Linked DNA regions of Mus musculus: regions 1 and 3 are each linked to region 2. A link is a contact called in public Hi-C data. All regions are on one chromosome and are shown on one strand. The core of a region is the stretch at or near the end of the contact, and the rest is flanking DNA. Distances in the headings are between cores, read along the strand shown.

Region 1 (4,416 bases), core at 838-3,337, 310 kb before region 2:
TAGATAGTAACTTTAAAGGTAGATAATATCTGTTTTTAAAACTAGAAATACAGCCTTCTTGAGTCTAAAAAGGCTAGATTAAGCAAAGACATATTGGCACTTCTGAAAAGTCTAACACAAAAGACATTTTAAAAGATGGATAGAAGATACTCCTACTGTATGGAATATGTACTAAAATACAGCTGCTGACAAATACTAAACAATGAATTGAGCGATTTCAATGTTTACAGCTTACGAAACTTACTTCAAGTGCCCAACTTCTCTCAAGCCTTCACTTCTTTCAAACCTTTATAAATTCAAATGACCCAAATACTTACAAATAGCCATAAATTCTATGTTGACAGAGTATATATTAGTGAGACCGCAGAATAAAATTATGATGAAGAGAGAGGAGTTGAAGCCCTTTAGGAGTTTTTGATGATCCAGAAAAACAGAGACCTGATCCACATTCCACTGGGTCAACCTCCAGAACTAACTAATCATAATTTCGCCAAATATAGTATTTTTTGTCCACCTCAAAGATGAGAAACTGGAGTGATCACGATATTAAATGTCTAACCTTTGTTACAATGTTTTAGAAAATGACACCAGTGATTAAAAAATGAACCTTCTCACTTGCCCAGCTTCCCCCCCCCCCCCAAAGGATGTGTCTTTTACTTGCTCTGCAGCTGGAATTCTCAAAAAGGGCCTCAAAGACAGACACACAAGACATCAAAGCATTCCTTAAAAGGCCCAGCAGCCACTATGGCTACTGCCAGGAAATCACTCCAAACACTCATTGGGGAAAAAAGTCAGCAGTCAAAAGAGGAAAGGAGGACGACTTAGGGGCTGTCGGGGCTGGCAGGTATGTTTAGAGGCCAGTAGTCTTTTGTCTTGAAGGAAGTACAGTTTTAAGTCCTTAATTGAGAGAAGAAAGCAGGCCATCTGAGGACTTCTAAATTCTTTTCTGAGATCATCTTGGAGGAAAAGAACACTTGATTAAAGTGTTTGGCCTTTCATTTAGTGGAAAAGCTAAGGAGGCTAGAATGCGTAAAAATAATTCATGTGTTTTAGTAAAAAAAATTAAAATATTAAAAATAAATTGTATAACCAATGAGAAAATAATACAAAACCGGACTTCATGTTTGTTTCCCCAGGAATGGGCTACATTCTGGCTTCTTATTCTTTTGTATACTGATGTAGGTAACTCTTTAGTAGCTTCCTTTCCATTCGTTAAAGGGAGAGTATCAGGAAAAGAAAAATACAATCTTAAGAGTATCTTCCTAGAGAGTAACAAATAAAATGGAAAGGGAGGAGAAAGAGATAATATATGTATCAGTTCAGGAGTGAACTTTTAGAAGGCAACAATGCTAGGTAAGAATGCCTTAAGATGCTCGTCTGTAACTTCGGACGCGCTACTAATAAAAAAAAAGTATCCAGTTTGCAACAGCTTTATAAGATCCACTCAGGTCACCTTCAAAAATTGTTACATCCGACTCGCTTTGCAATTTTGTGACAAGCGAGTCGAAAAGTCAAAGGCAGCTTCCAATCACCTTTAGTTAACCCGAAAGGGGGCTGTAGGGAGTATGATGGGGTGGATAATCCTCTATAGCCACGCACTGGATGCAACCGAGAGTCGCCTCCAAGACACAGAGACCCACGGTAGTGGCCCGCGGGGCAAGCGCATCCCGGCGGAGGGCGGCGGGGAGAAGAGTTGCCACAACTCCCGGGACGCGTCGCGCAGGGCAGAAAACTCCACGCTCCGACGTGGCTCTCGGAGGTCGCTCCCCGGCACTGCCCCGCCACGCGTCTTGGTAACGGCCAGCCGGCTCGGCGCGACAGTCCCAGCCGCGCTCCGCCTGTCGGAAGCGCGCGTGGGCCCCGAGCGGCCCCGGCGAGTGGACTAGAGCGCGGCCCCGAGCCGCCCCCGACGACCCCGGCGGCGCAGGGCGCGCCACTCACATGTGCGGGTTCCTTCGGAAGGCGTTGGTGATGTCCTTCACCACCCTCTGCACCAGCACCGCCACCTCCTCGTTCGACTCGGCCATGTTGGCGGCCGCCGCGATCGGGCGCGCCTCCGGCAGAGCCCAGCCGCCGGCGGGAGTTCCGCGGGGGCGCGCGCGCGCGCTGGCTCAGGCGCGTTCTCGCCGAGGCCGCCGAGCACTTCCGGGTCAGGGAGGGCCGCAGCACCGCTGGGTTGGGCCGGCTCTTCGAGCTCGGTGGCTTTTGGTGGAGTTTTGGTTCACTAGGCGTGGAGGAAGGAGGCTTCCCCCGCACTTCTCCGAGCAGCCGTGTCCCAGAGTGGCCTTTACCCAGGGACCTCCGGATGGCTGCACCAGGCCCGCTTCACCGGCCCACCCGGGGAGGAGGCGGGTTGCTGACCTCCTTTTGCACGCCTGTGCTACTTTATGCATGAAGTGTAAAGTAGCGCGTTTAGTTAGATCTTGTAATGTAGTAAGCAAAGGAAAGAAAGTACAGGAGAAAGAACCCTTCAGATCTCGGGGATAAGGTTAAAAACAAAAGTAACCCACTGTACTTCTGTACTTTTAGCATTTTTGATACATTTCGTGATCACTACGTTAATTTGGAGTATAAAATAAAATAAAGGCTTTGACAATTGTTCCTGACCTCTCTTGCTCCACAAATTATAAGATTGCTCTGTTCCATTTGGATTTTAAAAGTGTTGTAATTAAAATTTTTATTTTTATATATCAGGTTTATTTGTCCCTTCTAAGTACAAAGTTCTGACTGCCTCTAACTGGTGATGGTGTCTCCTCCTCCTCCTCCTCCTCCTCCTCCTCCTCCTCTCCCTCCTCCTCCTCCTCCTCCTCCCCGTCCTCCTCCTCCTCTTCCTCCTTCTCTGATGCTTGAAGTCTGTATCTTTTTAATTTTTGGTTTTTGGCCCTGGCAAGGTAGTGCGTGGCTGTGATCTTGGGAGGTAAAAACAGGAGGTGACATTCAAGGTTATCTTTGGCTGGGCTATTTGAAACTTGGATCTCTGAAAAGCAAACTGTGGTTGGTCCTGATCCTGGTGAAGAAACAAGAGACAGTCTACAAACTTGTGGAAAGCAAAACAGACCTGATTAAGACCCTAAAAGACTCTGACAAGCTCTGGGAGAAGCAGTGAGACAAATGGGGTGTGTTGCATCCCTAGACCAAGAGCAAGTTCAAGAGTCCTGTCGAAGAGTGATACCAGGGGCTGGAGAGATGGCTTAGCAATGAAGTACACTTGTTTTTAGCAACCACAACCACCTGTAACCCCAGCTCCAGATGATCCAACATCCTCTTCTGGCTTCTGTGGGAACATACACGCACACACATCTTTTACATTTTTTTAAAAAGTAATATGCTACTGGAGGTTCCTCGGAAAATTGGAAATAGGTCTACCTAAAGACCCAGCTATACCACTCTTGGGCATATACCCAAAAGATGCCCCACCATGCCACAGGGGCACATGCTCCACTATGTTCATAGCAGCCTTATTTGTGAGAGCCAGAAGCTGGAAACAACCCAGATGTCCCACAATGGAAGAATGGATACAGAAAATGTTCATTTACACAATGGAGTACAACTCAACTATTAAGAACAAGGACATTATGAGGTTTGCAGGCAAATGGATGGAACTACAAAATATCATTCTGAGTGAGGTAACTCAGGCCCAGAAGGATATGCATGGTATATACTCACTAATAAGTGGTTATTAGCCAAAAAACATATAGAATACCCAGAATACAATCTACAGAACTCAAGAAGGTTAACAAGCCAAAGGGCCCAAGTGAGGATGCCATAATCCCACTTGGGAGGGAGAAGAAAGCAATCATGGGGACTTGGGGGTAAGTGGCAGAGGGAGGGAGGAACCTGGGTGGGATAAGGGACAGGGAGGGAAAAGGGGGACATGATCAGGTATTGGAGGTGGGGACAGGACTGAAGCCCTGAGGCCCAGCCAAAAGAATGGAAACAGACAACCTTGGGAAATAAGAGGTGGGGGGACCCTCTAGAATGTGCCAGAGACCTGGGAGGTGAGAGACTCTCAGGACTAAAGGGAGGGACCTTAGATGAAATGCCCTACACTGGGGAGAGGGAACCTATAGAGCCTACCTCCAGCAGAAAGAAAGGGCATCATGTGAGGGATGGGGTTGCCATCCCACAGTCAAAATCTCCGACCCAGAATTGTTCCTGTCTAAAAGAACTGCAGGGACAAAAATGGACAAGAGCCTGAGGGACAGGAGGTCCAGTGACAGGCCCAAATTGGGAGTCAGCTCAAGGGGAGGCTCCAAGGCCTGACACTATTAATGATGCTCTGGCGTGCTTACAGAGAGGAGTCTACCATGGCCTTCTGAGAGGCTGCCCAAGCATCTGAGTCAGATGCAGATACTTATACCCAAGCAATGGACAGAAGCCAGGGACCCCTGTAGATGAATTAGAAAAAAAAACTGG
Region 2 (4,129 bases), core at 877-3,376:
AAATCTCTTCCTACGTCCACAGCCAGAAAGCAGTAAATCGATCCTGAAGGCTGAATGAGTCTCGGAGCATGATGCAAAATGCTAGCATTTGTTCTTTGCTAGGGTCACCTGAAGATGGGACATTGATCCTCCATCTTCCGTGTGGAAAGGCTCATTAGCATTTGCTCTAACTGGCTGGGTTAACAAGCAAAACCAACTTCTCCCTCGGGCGATGCTCTCTAACCCCACCCAGCTCTGATAAAAATAATTGCTGGTTTGCTGTGAACTCTGTGTGTGTGTGTGTGTGTGTGTGTGTGTGTGTGTGTGTGTGCCCTTTGCCAGAAGAGCAGACAATCTATCCTGTCATCTACTTTCTTGTTAAACTGCTGCTGCTGCTGCTGCTGCTGCTGCTGCTGCTGCTATCTTAATGATCTCTATTGTCACTTAGATCCTAGCTGGTGTAGGCAGGATCAATTGTCTACGTGACAGTTTTGAGAAGGCAGGAAGAGAGGATAGTCCCTGGTCCACGGGTGCCTGACTATTCCTCCTTAGACACCGGCCATTACACTTTACATGATGAGAGGCTGGTGTCTGCGAAGGTGCACATGGGAGGAACGGGTTCTTTGGGGGGCTGAGGCTGCGAGATCTGAGCAGACAGGTGCAGACCCCAGAGCTGAGTTGTCAGAACCCTCAGGGGGCTTCCTATAGAAACAGGACTCAGGGCAGGGAGCCTGGCTTTCTGGAATTATGAGGTAGGGAGGTGCTAGAGTTAGCCTGCAGGGGACAGGCATGCAGCTGTGGCTTCAAGATGATGGCAGTGGTGTCCATGAACTGGAAACAAGGAAATACAGATACATAGGACCTAGGAAAATCCCAGAAGAAACACGGATTTGTAGGGATTATAGAATGAGGACCTTAAACTGGGGGGTTGGGATCAGAGAGTAGAAAAGAAAAAAAAAAATCAGTAGATCTGAGAGACACCTCAGCATTGACAATATTTAGACTGGAGACTCAGCTGAAGTCAGTGAAGGGTTAATGCTGCTCCTGAACAAGGAGCCTACATGAATGCCCTGTGCTCTGGCTTCTATGTTTGGTCTTTCACTGATACCTCTAATGCAACGAAGAAAAAGAGACTAAAAAAAAAAAAAAGTACTTTATGTAGATGCAGAGAACTTCCATTCAGTCTCCTCCTTTGAGTAGTCTGGGTGCTGCCATTCCACACACAGAAGCAGTCAGACACATTTGGGGAGCTCCGCTGGATCAGTCCCTGACTGCATGTGCACGTGGGCACGTGCATGTATACACACACACACACACACACACACACACACTTGTCCTCATCGCCAGTAAAAAAAGAAAGAAAGAAAGAAAGAAAGAAAGAGAGAGAGAGAGAGAGAGGGAGGGAGGGAGGGAGGGAGGGAGGGAGGGAGGGAGGGAGGGAGAGAGAGAGAGAGAGAGAGAGAGAGAGAGAGAGAGAGAGAGAGAGAAAGAAAGAAAGAAAGAAAGAAAGAAAGAAAGACAGAAGCTGGTTCCCGTGATGGCTGAGAAGTAGAGTTAAGGGTGGTTGACAAAGTACTGGCACTGAAGTAACGTTCAGTTCTTGCCCCCAGATGATACGGTGGCTTCTGGTTTGGTTACAACAAAAAGGATGCCACACTGTCACCCTTCCTAGCTCTGTGTTCTCCTCTTCTCTTGGTTCCCCTTCAGTGCAATTGGATTCATAACACTGTCTATCTGGAGCGATGCTGGGGATTAAGTGAGTTCATAGAAGAAGCTTAGGCTGCTGCCTGGCACACTAAGGAGGATTTTGCTTTTTATTCCACTCCATGACAGCCCTTGGCACTACATGTTGAGCATCAGTTGGCAGATACTGCCGTGGTAATTTGAAAAAAAAAAAAGAAATTTTAAAATTTGTCAGTGCACGCTGACAACTGTCCCAGCTAGGATTCTGGTGGGAACGGGGTGGCTCTGTGGGGTGTGGGAGTGGAGGTGGGGATCCGCCTCTGTAATTTGAAGAAAGCCCATTGACATCAACCAGACCACAAAGCCTTGCAAAGTAAAAATGCCAACAGGTGCTGGCACAGTGACCAGAATTAGAGCCAGCTATGACTCATAACCTGCCATCTGGCTAGCCAAGGATGGTCAAGGCCATATTTGACCCTTCGCTTCCTAGCCAGGACAGGAAGAGGAATTACTAGCAAGTGGAAAGGGTGGTTGTATGGTCAAGACTTCTGGTTAGGCTGTTCCTTCTATAAAGGGCCATAGCTCACCATGGTAGTCTGGCAGTGATGGAGATGGGTTCTAAGCCTGATATCAACCTCTTTCCCCTCCCTTGGTGGAACCCAACAAGGGGGATGGAGCAGTAGAGAAGAATAGGACGGGAATCATCCTTTGTTTGATAATTGCAGGATTATGGGGTCAGCGGCTGAGTTATGTTTATAAATTCCCTGCTAAAAGAGTTTGTTGATGAGAAGCAATGTACAGAAGCAACACGACACCATTCCCAAGCACAGAGATTTTACTTCAGTCTTCCTCATCTCTAGGCAGGAGTTGCAGAAAGGCCCTGGTCCCAGTGTGCTCCTCTCCCACATACTCTCACTCGACTCTTACTCATCAGACAAGTGGGGGGGGGGGGTTTCAGCATCTTGGAAACGTGCCTCTGAGTTCTGGAAGTCTTGTTCGCCACAGAGAGATGGAGGGCTGGGCCATCAGGGAACAGAAAGGGTGGTGGAGAAAATGTCTAGAGCTGAGGAATAACTCTAAAATAGTACAGTAAAATAGACACATTAGAGCTGTGAACACAGGTCACTGGTAAAGTGCATGATGAACACATACAAGACCTTGGATGTAGCCCCGGGACCAAAACTTTGACCAATTGATTAATTTAGTAGGCTGACAAAAACTCATCAGCTAATATCAAGCATGGACATACTGAGAGCTGTACATGGCTAATAGGAGAACAACAAGCCACATGGCTAATAGGAGAAAGGGCTCAGAGAGGCAATGATGAATCAGAACATCGACTCATTACTGGATCTCTCTCCTTGCCCGATATTGTTCTGAATTTCTGGTCGATGGTTGAGAAAAAGAGCCCTTAGAATGACTAAGGTCAGAGTATGCAGTCAGTATGGGTGTCCCCCCCCCCCCCCGGTGTAACTGCAGCTCCATGAAATGTCTGTTTACGTCTCTTCCTCCAGAATGTGACTTTGAAGAAAACCATCTCTGTGGCTTTGTGAACCGCTGGAATCCCAATGTGAACTGGTTCGTGGGAGGAGGAACTGCGAAGAACACCCACTCCATCCTCCCACAGGATCACACCTTCAGGAGTGAGCACGGTGAGCCGACCACAAATGCAGTCTTCTTTCCAGGGTGAACGTTGCCTTCAACTCCCACTGCCTGGCTTTGGTCGACAGAATAAGGGGTGGGGACACAATGGAAGACCAGGTGGAAGAGGCAGGAGAGAGGGACAATCTATGAGACAGAAAACTGCAGACATAAGCTTGTATGTAGCTAAGGAAGCCACAGAGTGAGTCTTCGGCTCATCTATAACCTTGGCTGTTTTTACATTCCCATGAAATGTTTTACTTCTTATCTATTTGGCTGTTCTCATTTCTAAAGACAAGGCTGTCTTTATTAAAAATAGATCGCAGGGTGACCAGCCCTTAAGAATTTCCCATGAGACCACCAATGCTAATGATTATTCCTTCTGAAGGGTGCAATAGGGCCCCCTGGTGGCCAAGTACGCAAGCACTCTGCAAGGAAAATGCAGAGGCTCTCACAGCGAGGGCAGGAGAAAGTCCGAAGGTAGACCAGAGCAAGGGTGTCCTTCCTCCGGTGTCTCACTGGTCACATCTGGCCTTGGTAGTTTTGTAAATCACTATGTCTCCTCATCTCCAAGACAGAGCAGTCCCCCAGTCTGTGGTCTTTCCTAAGTATTGCGAAGATCCTGGCTTTCCTCGAAAGCGAACGTAAGGACATTGGATCCTTTGCATTTTCACTCCTGATACATCCTCACAGATAGTGAAGAGTCCATTCAGTTTTGATTATTTACTCATGACTGCGTGGACCCTTAGCTGGACACAAGGCAACTGTTTGTGGTTTCTTACTCTCTGTCCTTTACTGACTGCAGTTTCTCATTATCTAAATGTTT
Region 3 (3,975 bases), core at 21-2,520, 470 kb after region 2:
TCTGTCTGTCTGTCTAGCTATCCACTCATCCACCCATTCACCCATTATCTTTCTCTTTCTTTCTTTCTTTCTTTCTTCCTTTCTTTCTATCTATCTATCTATCTATCTATCTATCTATCTATCTATCTATCTATCTATCTATCTATCTATCTATGTATCCACCTATGTCTGTTTGTCTCTCTGTATCCATTCATCCATCCGTCTATCCATCCATCCATCCATCCATCCACCCACCCACCCATCCATCCATCCATCCATTTTACATCATGATCATGGCCCAGGTAGTTTACTCTTTAAGCCATATAACCACCCAGGAGGCAGACAAACCTATACTCCCACTCTTGAAGAGATGAAATTGTGTTCAAGGTCACACAGCAAGTAGGTGAAGGGGCAGGATTCTGACTCTTTACCTATTTGCTGAAACAGCCAGCAAGAATTCAGTATCTATACTACCCATGATTAAAATACCATTTCTCATCTGAGGAGTTCAGAGATCAATATTATGACATGATTTTCAGGGAAGGCAGTCTCTGCTGCCATTATTTGCAGGGCAGGCCAGGGCATGTTTTTGTTTGTTTGTTTGTTTGTTTGTTTGTTTTTGTTTTTTGTTACATATGACTACATAGATTTTTACAGAGATCTGGGAGCTGAAACAAAAATTGGCTTTTCATCCAGTAAATGAAGGATCACATCTCTTACCAAATCCCTAGGAAGGAGTTTTCTGGAAAGAAATGCTGTGCATATGGAAGAGGAACATGTCTCATGGCTGTTCCAGGGAGAAGACTCATGCAAAGTCTTTTTGTCACCTGAACCAAACCAATTTTCATCTTCCCCTCTTACAGCTCCTTCTGGGTCATTACTCCTGTAGCCAGGGGCAGTGAGGGAGGTTGAGGTGCCTCAGACCTGTCCTTATACAGTTGCTGTTTGATGCAGCTCTCCCAAGCTACGAAGCCCTGTGTGTCCCTTTAATAGCGCAGGCTATTTTTAGCCTTTGGGCACAAGCCAGTGCCAGTCATGTCACTCTGGTGGGGGCTGTGGAAAGTGGTTTCATGCATAGCTGTCTTGTTCTCTCTGCAGAACAAAGCATCCGTGTTCTATAATTGTACTGGGAAGCTAATAAAAGCTTTCCGTACAAACCTCAAAATTCAATTAGCGCTGGTTTTGTGACTTCGACCCTGAAGACAGATATGGGCTTCGCTTCTGACCAGCAGAATGTTGCCAGCTCAGCCAAGCTGGCTGCTCACAGCGCCTGGCTTCCCTCTCATTCTTGTGTGTTAAGACTGCTAGTCATGGCATCATGTTTACAAACGGATGCTCGCCCGGAGAATTGAGGCTGTCTGGCTTTGCATCTCATTGCTCTGGTTTTTTTTTTTTTTTTTTTTTTTTTCCGGCACCATTGGCAGAAAGACTTTCCATACAGTTGGATCCTAGAGAAGTGCTGTTTGTGCACAAAAGGCGACTCATGATATTGTAGTCTCAACACTTATAAGGTTAGACCTGGCAGGGGGCTGGAGAACCCTTATCTGCTCTCAAGCATTACTAAACCCCAGCAATATCAAAAGTTTCCTCCCCAGGGAGGAAAACTGCATAAATGTTTCCTTACTGTTAGCTCCATGTCCTCTTCATCTTTTTCCTTTGTGGGCTTCTCTGGCTCCTCCGGCTCCTTCTCTTGGAGATGAATCTCCTGGGCCTGAGTCATATAGGGCATGTCATCTTTGTTCTTGAACTCCAAGCTGAGAATTGAAGGAGGAAGTAGAATTCCCAGAATTACCTAAAGTAATAATAATGATAATAATAATAATCACATTTAAAGGATTAAGATTAGGGTGTTTGCTTAGAATCAGAAAGCTGGGATGTGGCCTATGTGTGTGTGTTTGTGCACACACATGCACATGCACAGGGGTTGTATTTACGGTATAGGGATGTGGATATTTGGAAATTTAAACACATGATAAAAAGATATATATTTTTTGGCCCATCTATGATAAATCTTAACCTACTAATTCTTACTTTCCTGGGGAAAACTGAGTAAAGGGAGTTTATCCAAGGTAGAAAAACATAAGATTTCCGTTTAGTTATTAAACAGCACTTGGCTTTGTAAAAAATCACTTCATACACATGTACTGGCATTTATTTGTGAATGTATCAAGTAGAGTTGATATGTTAGCTGATGAGCTCCATAAAGAAACGCTTTCTAAATTGACCTTGAAGGCACATGCAGAGAGTCATTTTATCTACTGTACAACATTCTGCTGGCATTAGCTAATATACAGCAGAATCCCCCAACCCCCAGAGAGCTCAGTATTCATCAAGAGTAGTTGTTCTTCTTGCACAGAAGCCCCAGGAAGATCAGCACTGCATTGCTTTCATGTGTAAACACTGTATGTGAATCTCAGTGTCGGGACGCTCATTGTGAAGACCTTTCTCATGGCAGAACTCTCTCCTCCATTATCAAAGAACAGTGACTGCTTCATCTTCTCTCAATTCTAAAACGGTCCCAGTGCACAAGGCTCCCAAGGATGAGCCTCCTTGAAGACATGCACTGAGGGGAGGGGCTTAGATCCTGAAGGGTCAGTGAATATCATGGACAGCCAGGCCTTGAAATATTCATGGGGACTTAAAAAAAGGGGGGGTGGGGAGAAATGACTCTGAATTGTAGGTGTTTTGGGAAGCTCAAATGGCATGCTGGCAATCTTCATAGGGTATAATGCCCTGTCCTCAGAGCTGAGAAATGGCTCAGCTCTCCACCTGAGGCCAGATTAGGTCACTACCAGCAGTATGACTCTGGGACGTAGTACCTGACTCACTTCATAGAAACCTTCTTGTAACCTTGGACCAAGAGCCCACAAGAAAGGTAGAGTATGGCAGACAGTGTTGATCCAGTAAAAGTGCAGTCAGAGAGGGTAGGATGCAGAAGTGTGGGATAAGTATGTCAAGAGAGCTTATGCATATCAAGAGCAACATGGTCACGACATCATACTACATACTAACAATTTGTTAAGGGAGTATATTTTAGCCAAACTTACGACATGCACAAAATGGTGACTGCAAGATGATGAATATGCCAATTTGCTTGACTCTGGTAGTTATACATACTCTGTGTATGTTAAAGCACCATGTTGTTATCTTAAATATACATATAATTAAAAGCTGCCATCAGAAAAATGAAAGGAAACCAACACCCTTCCATCTTCTCTTGATCATTTATATCCATTTCCCCCTTTAATCTTTTCATTTTAATGTTTTCCTTGAAAGGTCATTAAAAAAGGATTAGAAGAAGCAAAGACTGGGCTGAGTGTGTAGCTCAAAGGTAGAGAACTTGCCTGGCTTGTGTGGGGCCCCGAGATCCTCGGAGAAACTACAAACAAATGTGGCAAAGTCTACAACCCAACTTTTCGTTCTTAAGAACAAGTCCCTTTATCATCTCTTCAATACCCGAGGCAACTACTACAAACAATTGATTAGATGCATCCTTCTTGTTTCTCCTTAACTGAATTTTCGTTCTGGGCTGAGGTTGTGCAAACTGGTCTGCGACTTTTGTTTTTTCATTTGAGAACAGAGCAGAGAGTAGGGATGTTAGCTCACTGCCACATGCGCGGTTCTGGGTTTGATTTGCAAACATTTTTTGAAATGTTTGTGTTTCATTTTTTGGAAAAAAGTGAATCATGCCTTGAGATAAACAAATCTATCTCAACCTTATTTTAAATATCGTAACCACATACTATAGAGCCCATGCCTCTACGATATGACACAACGCAAAGCCAGCCTGGGTGGGACCAGACCTTCTAGGGCACTGAAGGATGGCTTAGGTGAGAGTCCTGTGGCAGTAGAGGTATGTCAGGGCATACGGTGGCCACTATGGGATCTGTGTGTTCGCTGCATTTTGGAATCCGAGAGAAGAGTTTGTTTTGGTAGGCCTTGAGATCAGCCCTCAAGACTCCCAATCCAAGGAATATATATTCTGACACTTGAGTC

What was found. A called contact is a pair of places that touch in the nucleus more often than the background predicts.
Region 1: a contact with region 2 is called in a Hi-C map of cerebellum, with 1.8 times the contacts expected there. A contact is called at or near these places in 2 of 39 promoter capture datasets (the 3T3-L1 cell line and cranial neural crest), 8 of 484 Hi-C or Micro-C datasets (adipose-derived mesenchymal stem cells, brain, cerebellar granule neurons and 5 more), 4 of 130 datasets of targeted methods (bone marrow-derived macrophages, embryonic forebrain, embryonic stem cells and 1 more) and 1 of 9 other capture datasets (adipose tissue).
Region 3: a contact with region 2 is called in a Hi-C map of cerebellum, with 2.3 times the contacts expected there. A contact is called at or near these places in 13 of 484 Hi-C or Micro-C datasets (the C2C12 cell line, the G1E-ER4 cell line, the HPC-7 cell line and 4 more), 4 of 130 datasets of targeted methods (all in embryonic stem cells) and 1 of 9 other capture datasets (embryonic stem cells).

The regions. Positions count from the first base shown.
Region 1 is chr19:23,685,071-23,689,486 of GRCm38.p6, reverse strand. It overlaps Ptar1 (protein prenyltransferase alpha subunit repeat containing 1), which reads right to left and starts at 2,087. Exons shown (of 7, transcript NM_028208.1): 1 at 1,942-2,087. The coding sequence starts at 2,027.
Region 2 is chr19:23,373,103-23,377,231 of GRCm38.p6, reverse strand. Mamdc2 (MAM domain containing 2) reads left to right here. Exons shown (of 14, transcript NM_174857.3): 5 at 3,177-3,314. Among named protein-coding and RNA genes, the nearest start is that of Mamdc2, 73 kb to the left of the region's middle.
Region 3 is chr19:22,902,431-22,906,405 of GRCm38.p6, reverse strand. Trpm3 (transient receptor potential cation channel, subfamily M, member 3) reads right to left here. Exons shown (of 26, transcript NM_001362491.1): 18 at 1,604-1,771. Among named protein-coding and RNA genes, the nearest start is that of Gm52388, 22 kb to the left of the region's middle.